Linked DNA regions of Mus musculus: regions 2 and 3 are each linked to region 1. The links are chromatin contacts, called in public promoter capture Hi-C maps. All regions are on one chromosome and are shown on one strand. The core of a region is the stretch at or near the end of the contact, and the rest is flanking DNA. Distances in the headings are between cores, read along the strand shown.

Region 1 (2,970 bases), core at 327-2,826:
ATATGAGGTCTCCTTCAAATGATAACCATCATTAATATTATTACACTACAGATATTGATTAAAAATAAGTTTTATTGGATAGACTGTACAGTCTAATGTATTTTTTTCTACTGAGTACATTTTAAGTGCATATATATATATATATATATATATATATAAAACATAAAATTAAATTTTCATACTGAAAGTTCAGTGAAGGTGTCAATGTTTAACAAGTAGGATTTTGTCAAACAGATTTTTAGCTGTCCTACATTTTTTGTTCATTAAAGATGAGAGTAATAAACAATATCTACAACACACTCTGTTGTTTTACTGCAGAAATGGGGTGGGGTTTTCTTCTTAGCTCTGCTACACATATGTCAATTACATTTAATTGATAGCAGATGTTCCATTGGACTAGTGAGTTAAGAGGGTAAAGGGGAATAGCATATTAACACTGAATTAGAAACTGCCAAATAAGGCCTGTTAGTAAAAATGACAGACCTGAAAATCTAGGTTAAATTCAAAGAACCCACATAAATGTGACTTCACACAAGTATCCTCTGATCTCTACATAAACCATGGCATGTGTGCATATATGTGCACATGTCAACACACATAATAATGATGATGAATACTTTAAAATGTGTCTATTACATAATGGAGTTAGTACTGAACATTGAAACAAAATTTAGACTAATGGTATTACCATTTATTTTATCATAATGCTAAGAAATGTTGCTCTTTGTAATAAATACTACACACATTTATATGCTTTTTCGATGTATTAGTGGTATTGGTATCAAGTTAATGTTCATGTCTGGAAATAAACAAGTTTTGTAAAGCTTTTTGGTGATGTTTGGAAATGGCCTGTGGTATTCAAAAGAAAAGACCATGAAAGGCAAGCCTTGAGTTTCCCCTTGCAAAGATCAAAAAGAACTACGGAGGGAAATATCTCCTTTCAAGTTCTAATATTTATGAGAAACAAATTTTAGTGTGTGTATATCAGAAAGAAATATAAATGCTAATATTTGAAATTTTTGTGGCCTAATCCACTCTTAATTTCTTAAAAATGTCAATCGTGGTATAAAATACAATTTCTTATTCAATTTTGGAGAAAATGTGACCCAGTGTTATAAGACATGATAAATAGAAAAAAGTAAGTTGTATGTTACAGTATTCTTGGACTGACTGCTATAACTTATTTTCGTATATAAATAGTGGTCATAAAATATTAACTTCAATGCATATATTACACCCTGAATTCTATAGCTTTCAATATTAAGCACAAAATTTTAAAATGACAGCATTCAATGACAAACTGAATGAAGTATTGTTTTTATAACAAAGAAATAATACATTTGCCCGTGATTTTCTTAATTATTCTCACATGCATGAGAAAAATCTACTGAGAAAAGTTTCTTTTATACTCTTGACTTTTGGGGTTGATTTTCTATGAGTAACAACTACTCCTCGTACAAAATTACCTCCAAACTTAGTGTAATAAGATGGCTGTTTTGTAAGGCCCTTGGATTCTGTGGAAAGCTGTTTATACAGGACCAAGGAGGGCTGCCTAGCTTCTGACCCACAAACTCTCAGGCCCCACTGGGAAGATGTAAAGGCTGGGAGGGGGGAGACTTAGAATCATGTGGAAGAGTCTTCACTCCCAAACTGAGTGATTAGTGCTGACTGAAATTACATCTGAGATGTCAGCTTAAACATTTACACATGACTTCCTGCTGTGATCTCTTCATGCAAGCTAGTATGGGCTTCTTTGCAAGCATAGCGGTCAGATCAAGAGTCCAAAGAGAATCAGGTGAATCTGTGTTTCTTTTGTACAGTAATGCGAAAAGTTGCACTGGGTTCAAAGCATATTTCTTACTATTTTAACCCTTTTGACAGCTTGCAGGGGCAGTCAGAGATAGACTGAGGGAGATTGAAGCTGCTAGGATGGACATCTGAAATGGCTTCCTCACACATGTAATTGGTCCTGACAGTCAACTCACAGCTCAGGTGAGCTGCTGTCTGTAACACACTTCAGTAGCTTTTTAAGCTCAATATCATCCTTCTGTGAGAAAATCACGCAGAGCGTGCAAATCTGTATAACGTTTTCCAACTCAGCTAGGCTGGCTACCAGACCCCTTCAAGCCAGAAGATCTGTGATGAATATATTGCTTTAATATTGCAAGGCCAAATCTACCGATATGATTAAAGAAGGCCCTTGGCATGGGGAGATTGCTTTGAGTTAATTATAGGAGTGCTGATATGATCACAAAGGTTCTAATGAGAAAAAGGCAAGAGACCAGAGACAGCAGAGGAAAGTGAAATGGAAGCAGAGATCAGAGGGGCAAACCGAACAAAGTAGGAAGAACGACATAACAAGGAAGAAAGACCCCTAGAAGCAACAAACCATGGACGCTGCTTCACCTTCCGTCTTCCAGGAGGAATACTGAGGTTAGCCCAGGAAAAGTAATTTGAACTCTGAAAGGGTGAACTTTAAGCTAACGAATTCATGTTATTTTAAAGCACCGAAGTTCTGCAAGTTTGTTCCAGACACAGTGTAAAAATAATATATTAATCTAGCTGCATTAGACTTGTTATTAACAAGTCAAGATTCAAGGAGAATAATGCAGGCCCTACCCATTGAAGTGAGGAAGGCCCAGGAATTTGCAACTATAGTTTACAATTGTCATGTTAAAATAATATTGACCATATATAATATAAACAGACTGTCAATATCATTATCACCAAATTGTGTTATTATAGAACTATTAAAAATAAAATAATTAGCAATGCAATGAACAGCCTGAACCCTTGTGATTTTCCTGAAATTAAGTCTAGGTACCACTTTTCTTAGAGCAGTCACACTATCTGGAGTGATGAGTCTCAAGTGCTTTTTGAAAATAGCATGTCTGGAAATCTGGATATCTCCAGAAAAGAAAAACCTTAAATTTCTCTAAACCTTAGGTTTTTTTTTTAACAATACATAGT
Region 2 (2,970 bases), core at 261-2,760, 490 kb before region 1:
ATTCTTCTCTCCGTGAGAGTCTCCCACAGGATTGTTCTCTATGGGCTCTTTCTGAGGCATTTATTATTGCTAACCTTTCCAGGCTTACTCTGCTGACCTCAGTCCCTCTTGGACTTTGGCAATGGCACTTTCAGTGGCAACCCCCATGAGCATAGGTGAGCATACCTGCTATTTTCTGAATATGGCTTATCCACTTCTTCTTGAGCAGTTACTTAGAGTGTTTACAACTCTCTGAAACCATGTACTTTCTGCTCAGCAATTGACTTAAGCTGATAAATATTTCATTGCCAATCGCAGGATTTTTTTTTTCAAAAAAAATTTCATTTAGCCTGCATGTCTGTTTGTGTACTGTGTGCATGAAAAACCTGTGGAGGCCTGAAAATGGAGTCATAGCCCCCAGAATTCAAATCACGATGGTTGTGAACTACCATGTGGTACTGAGGATTGAACCCTGGATGAGCAGTCAGTGCTTTCAGCTGGTAAGCCATTTCTCTAGGTCCAAAGACAAAAAAATTAAAACTGCTTTTTTCTTTTCTAAAAATTTCAGGGCAATTTTAATATAAAGTATAGTGTTTAGTTGTAGAAACACTGGAGTGGAACTTGTAGTTCTGCTTTTAATTGTAGGACTATAGGCGAGTTGTTTAACCTCTTAGGTTCTTGGTTTTTACCAGATGTGGATCATAATAGTAAGTGATATAAAGATTTGCATGAAGAAAGTAAATGTGAATGTTTATTTATCTTTTAGTTTACCTATTTTTATTTATTTGTTTATCTTTTTCGTTCTGAGCTATCTCTCCAGGACTCCTATGGGAGAATCAAATGACCCTTTCACATGGATCAAATATTAGACATCCTGTATATCAGACATTTGGGATTCATAACAGTAGCAAAACTACACTTACTATATATGCTGTGTTCCTAAGCACGTGTCTAAGCACATCTGAGTGGTATGCCCATGGGGTCCACTAGAGGGCTTGGATCCTCTGAAGCTGGAGTTTCACACATCTGTGAGCCACCATGTGGATGCTGCAATCTTGTACTCAGAGTCTTTGCAAGAGCAGAAATTACTCTTAACTTGTGAACTATCTCTTCAGCCCTCAACTTTAATTTTTGATTAAGTCCTTGAAACTGTGACATATTAAATGCTACATTGCACAGTAGGCATGGTTTTATTGAGTAAGTATTATGAACAGTATGCCAAGTGCTCTCTAACATGTTATCCACGCAATCCTGAGAAAAATCTTGTAAAGTAGATGTTATAATGATTTTTAGTTGGATAGAAGAAATAAAAATCAGAGTTATTAAAATTATTTGCTCAGTCAACATGCTAACTAAGCAATGAAGTTTTGAGGGCAGAGTAGAATTACATCTTTGTTACATTAAATGGCTCATGTGTACCATGTGTATGTGCACACGCATTTTTATATACTTCCCCCTCCTGCTAACTGCACCAAAACAATGAAGGAATACACTTAACAGTGTATTTGGAAAGATAGAAAAGTTAGAGTTTTCTCGGCACGCTAGGCTGTTACTTGAGAAGACCCTAGAGTGCTATAGTTACTCTGGTGGATGGATCCCAGATAAAGATCAAAGGTGACCAGGGAACCGGTGAGATGTCACTCTAAAGAGGTCTGCTTATTTTCAAAGTAACTGATGGATGATGTGAGAGGCTTATTGGAATGCTTTTGAAGACTCCACATGGATGTTATATATGTGAGAAATTTTGTCAATGAGCCTAGAGGCTTTGGTACAACGGAACTTGTTCAGAATACTATTCAATTAAATCATTAACAAATATAATTAGAAATTCATTTAAAAGTGTTTTTTGTTGTTGTTGTTGAAACCATTAAGAATTCATGCCTACCACAGTTATGCCAGCCGATTTTGAAATTACCTCATGAGTTAAGGATATTTTCATTCAGGAATATTGCTCTGTTTTTTTACCAAAGGATTTAACAGACCTGCACATGTTACATGGCTAGGAAGTGGCAAAGGCCAGATTTAAACCAAGGTCCTTCTAGCGACAAAGCTTGTTTCTTCCCTTCTGTATTTTACTGTCTTCAATTGCATGTGTGCATGTGTGTATACACATTTTTCTCCTTTTGCTTCTATACGGGGTGACTAGCTAATTAATCTCTAGGCTTTGTACTTGAATATCTGGGGTGATAATCATTGGTCAAACATTTTAAGTTTCACTCTTTATTGATTGTTCTTATCTTTTAATTTAGAATATTTCTAGATTTATTTATTTGTCTAATGGTTTGCTTTCTTCCACCTCCAGGGTCATGAACCACCTAGTAGTGTGGCTTCTTGCATCTCTCAGGGGTCTCCTCCTTTCAGATGTTACAAAGGCTTTTTCTGGCATCAGTTGTCTCTTGGGAGAGGGGTCTTTGTAATCTACCTTTGTGTTTATATTTTTAGTTTTCTGAATAGCATGGATAGTCTAAACTCAGGAACATGATTCTTGCAGCGACACTCTTCTTTCTTTCCCTATCTCATTTTCCTGGCCTCACTTTGAACCCACAGTCAGCATACTTAGCAATTTCCTTCATGTAGTTGCTGTTGGCACTGCCTTAATCTCTAGGGGAACCTGTTATGTGGCTTTCTATGGCCTGACTTAATACACCTTTTGTTTTCCAGGAGTAAGGGTTGGGTCTGGGGCGCTTCCCAGGAACCTAGGATTGATTCAAGTTTCCAGAGACCCAGAAACCTGGGATTGATTCAGCTTCTGTCTCCAAAGTGTATGTGAAGAACAGATGAGAAAATCTTTGTTTACTTTTCTTTCTCTTGAGGAGCCGACTCTTTGACCTGCAGGCTGGCTCTTCCTGGTCATTTCAAGCTCTGCCTTTAAGTGTTGACAGAATTATATGATAGTTGCCAAAACTGTGAAGATTTATTGATGACCAAGTCATTTGTCATAAATCAAAGATAAGTGGGAGCCTCAGTAACAAGAGAAGAGTCAGGGTTCTT
Region 3 (2,970 bases), core at 227-2,726, 310 kb after region 1:
CTGTGGGATTGGAGTGAGCCAGCTCCGAGCCACCCTTCTGCAGCTGGAGCGACCGACTTCAAGAATTCTCACACCTCGGCCTGGGACGGGGAAGAGAGTTTGAGAATGAAGCTCGAGCGACAAAATGAAAGAGCACACCAAATCACAGTTGCGAAGCGCCCGCCAGGGAAGAGCGGAGCGGGTCTGTAAGCTAGCGCTTTAACTCCGCAGGCTCCCTGCCCGCGCGACAAGGAGAAAGGTGGCTCGGACTAGAGAGCTCCGGCCGGCACACACACACTGGAGAGGTCACCACACAGGGTGGCCGCTGTGGTGGAAGGAGGGTGTCCGGACCTCCGTAGCTACTCTGCTAAGCTTCGGAAAGTATGAGCGGGACCTAGACCACCCAGCTTAGGGAAGTTTCTCTAAGGATGCTGGTCTGCGTGGCAGAGGACAAATGAGGAGAAAGCGCGGGGTCGCTGGGCTAGTCCCAGAAGATTCCTTCCACCGCCGAGCAGCCACCGTCTGCATGGAGCCCACCTCCGTGCTCCACTCCGCGAGTCCTGTAAGCTTCGCAGACCCACGCTAGTGCCCCCGAACACCTCCCGCCCCAACACCCAGTCCCGCAGAACTAGCACATATGGAGGACTTTGAACCCGGGGAGAGAAGCAAGAGCCCACCGCCAACCGGCCAAAGTCAGTGTCTAGTCAGGGCTAGGATAAAGCGGGCGGTTCCGGGGTTCCACTCCAGCCCGATGCAGCGTGTCCACCTCCCCAGCACTGCCGCTGTCTGCCCACCAAATACATCAGAGACCCAGCCACAGACCGACCAACTCAGTGAGAGCTGCCCACGTCCGTGTTCTAGAGAGTCTCTGGTCGCTCCTTTCCCTGTGTGAGGATGCACCTCAACCCCGACCATAAACCAGCCCTTAGATGCAAATGCAGTCGGGCCAGGTCCGCACCGGCGCAAGAAGGCGCCCGGGGAGGTGAGATTCGATCTTGCTCCTTACCTTAAAGAATTTGTTTTTTCTAGTGGGAAGAAGAAAGTTTGGTTGGTTTTTTTTTTCTTCTTCCCGGGGGGTGTGTGGTGCGGAAAAAGCCCAGGTCCGGGGATCCTACCAAGATGTCAAATACCAGGATCCACGAACCGAGGGGACGTGCACGCTAGGGCAAATGTAATGCCCAAGTGTCCCAACTTTGTGGCGGGCGCTGCAAACTTCCAACACAAGCAGAAGGCCGGCGACACGCAGCCGCAGAAGTTGCTGCGAAGTGGCGCAGACGGCGGCGCCGGCCCGGGGGTCTCAGGACAGCGCTGGTCAGTGCGGGCGCTGGGTGGCGGGAGGATACTGAACGCGCCCGTGGAGCTGGCACTGCCGGACGACTGGCTCGCTAAACGCCGGCGCGGGCTGCAGAGACAGAGCCCCGTGCACCAGCCACAGAGGCGGCGGCTCATACGCGGCTCGCTAAGCTCTGCTCTCTCGCCGCTCCGGGCAAGGAGTGTGCGCTGGCTCCTGGTGTCACTGCAGAGCTTGAGCCTCTGCCCCTCCCAGCCCGCCCGCCGCTGCCCGCTGCCCCGCCTTCCTCTGCCCGCCGCTCCCCCTTCGTGCCTCGCGCCCTCTCTCCCGCTGCGCGCCAGCGTGCAACACACACACACACACACACACACACACACACGCACGCACACACACATACACACACACACACACACACACACACACACACACGTTCCTTTGCTGCCTCTCTCGCGCATACATTCCGGTCCAACGACCAAGTACTCCTCACACAAGACCCTCGTGGGGTTGCAGTCTGGTGGGGGTTGGGGGGGTGGGGGGTGGTGTCACAGGACACATTGCTTTCTTTAGGTCCCTGCCACCGGGGATGGGGAGAGGGGTGGGAGGGCGCCTTTGAGACCCCCAACAATGATGCACGACTAGACGCGCACGGGGGACCATCTCAGTGTCCAGAAGCCGGGGAGCACAATGGAGAGGAACTCTGAGCTTGGTTAGTGATCTGGAGTGTTCAGTTGGAAGACTGGAGGTTGGAGGAAGCGAGCGAGCGAGCAAGCAAGCGTAGAAGGCGACTCTCGCAGACCGCCTGCCCCAGCCTTCACTCTGGAGCGTTTGCCTCTGCAAATTCAGCCTCTGGGGCTTGAAACTCAGCAGCTGTTTTAACAATTGAAAAAAAAATGACCCTACAGGACCAGTGAGGCCCAGCAAAACTTGGAAATCCATTAAGGCTGACTAGGTAATTATGGTAAGAACTTGCTTAATTAGCAACCTGGCCTGAGCCTGGGTGTGTGTATGGGTATGGAGTAATATTTAGAAATCTCATTTTCGTGACTGAGAATCTAGACTAGCAAGTCTCTTTTCCCTTCCTTCCTTCCTTCCTTCCTTCCTTCCTTCCTTCCTTCCTTCCTTCCTTTCTTTCTTTCTTTCTTTCTTTCTTTCTTTCTTCAGACTCTGGCTTTTAGGGAATCAAGTTCTAAGAATATACTACACAGGATTCATTAATAGTGTCTGTATTGAAAACATGAAAACACTTATCTACTTCCATTGTCACCAAAGCAAAGATAAGATGAAATTCAACCTTATCGAACCCTCATTTATAACTATAAGCTTTCTGTTAAATGCCTTTGAAAAGCAAGCATCTTGCAGACAGCAGTTCAGCCCACTTTCCAAAGTTCTGCTGCTAGGGGGTCCACTACTACTCTAGGTGGGTTTGTTAAATGCTTCCATGCTGTGACATAGTTTAGTAAACGCCATAAAAGGCTTAGAAGGTGCTGGGATACAGATTTCAGTGCAGAACTCTGGAGTATGGTGGAGTCCAGGCAAATAAGGATGGAGGAGGGGAAGGAGGAGAGCACTCTGCAGAGAAGTAAATGAAGAGGCTGAAACTTGTCAGAGTACGTGGGTGCCCTGGGAACAGGGAGAAGTTAGGTGTGGCTGCATTGCAGGTGCAGTGAGCAAGGCCTCCCACCCCAGGCTCCAGGCTCAGG

The links. Promoter capture Hi-C pulls out the DNA fragments that hold promoters and counts their contacts.
Region 2: a promoter capture Hi-C map of second pharyngeal arch cranial neural crest shows a contact between it and region 1. The contact joins two enhancer-like sites. A contact is called at or near these places in 2 of 39 promoter capture datasets (cranial neural crest and second pharyngeal arch cranial neural crest).
Region 3: a contact with region 1 is called in a promoter capture Hi-C map of second pharyngeal arch cranial neural crest, with 2.4 times the contacts expected there. The contact joins the promoter of Ndnf here to the enhancer-like site in region 1. A contact is called at or near these places in 6 of 39 promoter capture datasets (the 3T3-L1 cell line, cranial neural crest, embryonic stem cells and 3 more), 1 of 484 Hi-C or Micro-C datasets (cranial neural crest), 2 of 115 datasets of contacts at active chromatin or transcription factors (bone marrow-derived macrophages and embryonic stem cells) and 1 of 9 other capture datasets (embryonic stem cells).

What each region holds. Positions count from the first base shown.
Region 1 is chr6:65,984,542-65,987,511 of GRCm38.p6, reverse strand. No RefSeq gene overlaps it. Among named protein-coding and RNA genes, the nearest start is that of Gm23625, 3.7 kb to the left of the region's middle. Within about 2 kb of position 1,576, at least 2 of the 459 cell types and tissues checked have an H3K27ac peak or open chromatin away from gene starts, as enhancers often do. A contact at or near this core is called in second pharyngeal arch cranial neural crest, where this site is marked.
Region 2 is chr6:66,478,406-66,481,375 of GRCm38.p6, reverse strand. No RefSeq gene overlaps it. Among named protein-coding and RNA genes, the nearest start is that of 2610300M13Rik, 13 kb to the right of the region's middle. Within about 2 kb of position 1,510, at least 7 of the 459 cell types and tissues checked have an H3K27ac peak or open chromatin away from gene starts, as enhancers often do. A contact at or near this core is called in second pharyngeal arch cranial neural crest, where this site is marked.
Region 3 is chr6:65,670,117-65,673,086 of GRCm38.p6, reverse strand. It overlaps Ndnf (neuron-derived neurotrophic factor), which reads right to left and starts at 1,476. Exons shown (of 4, transcript NM_172399.3): 1 at 986-1,476. Gm36144 (a long non-coding RNA gene) reads left to right here and starts at 1,840. Exons shown (of 2, transcript XR_869148.1): 1 at 1,840-2,228.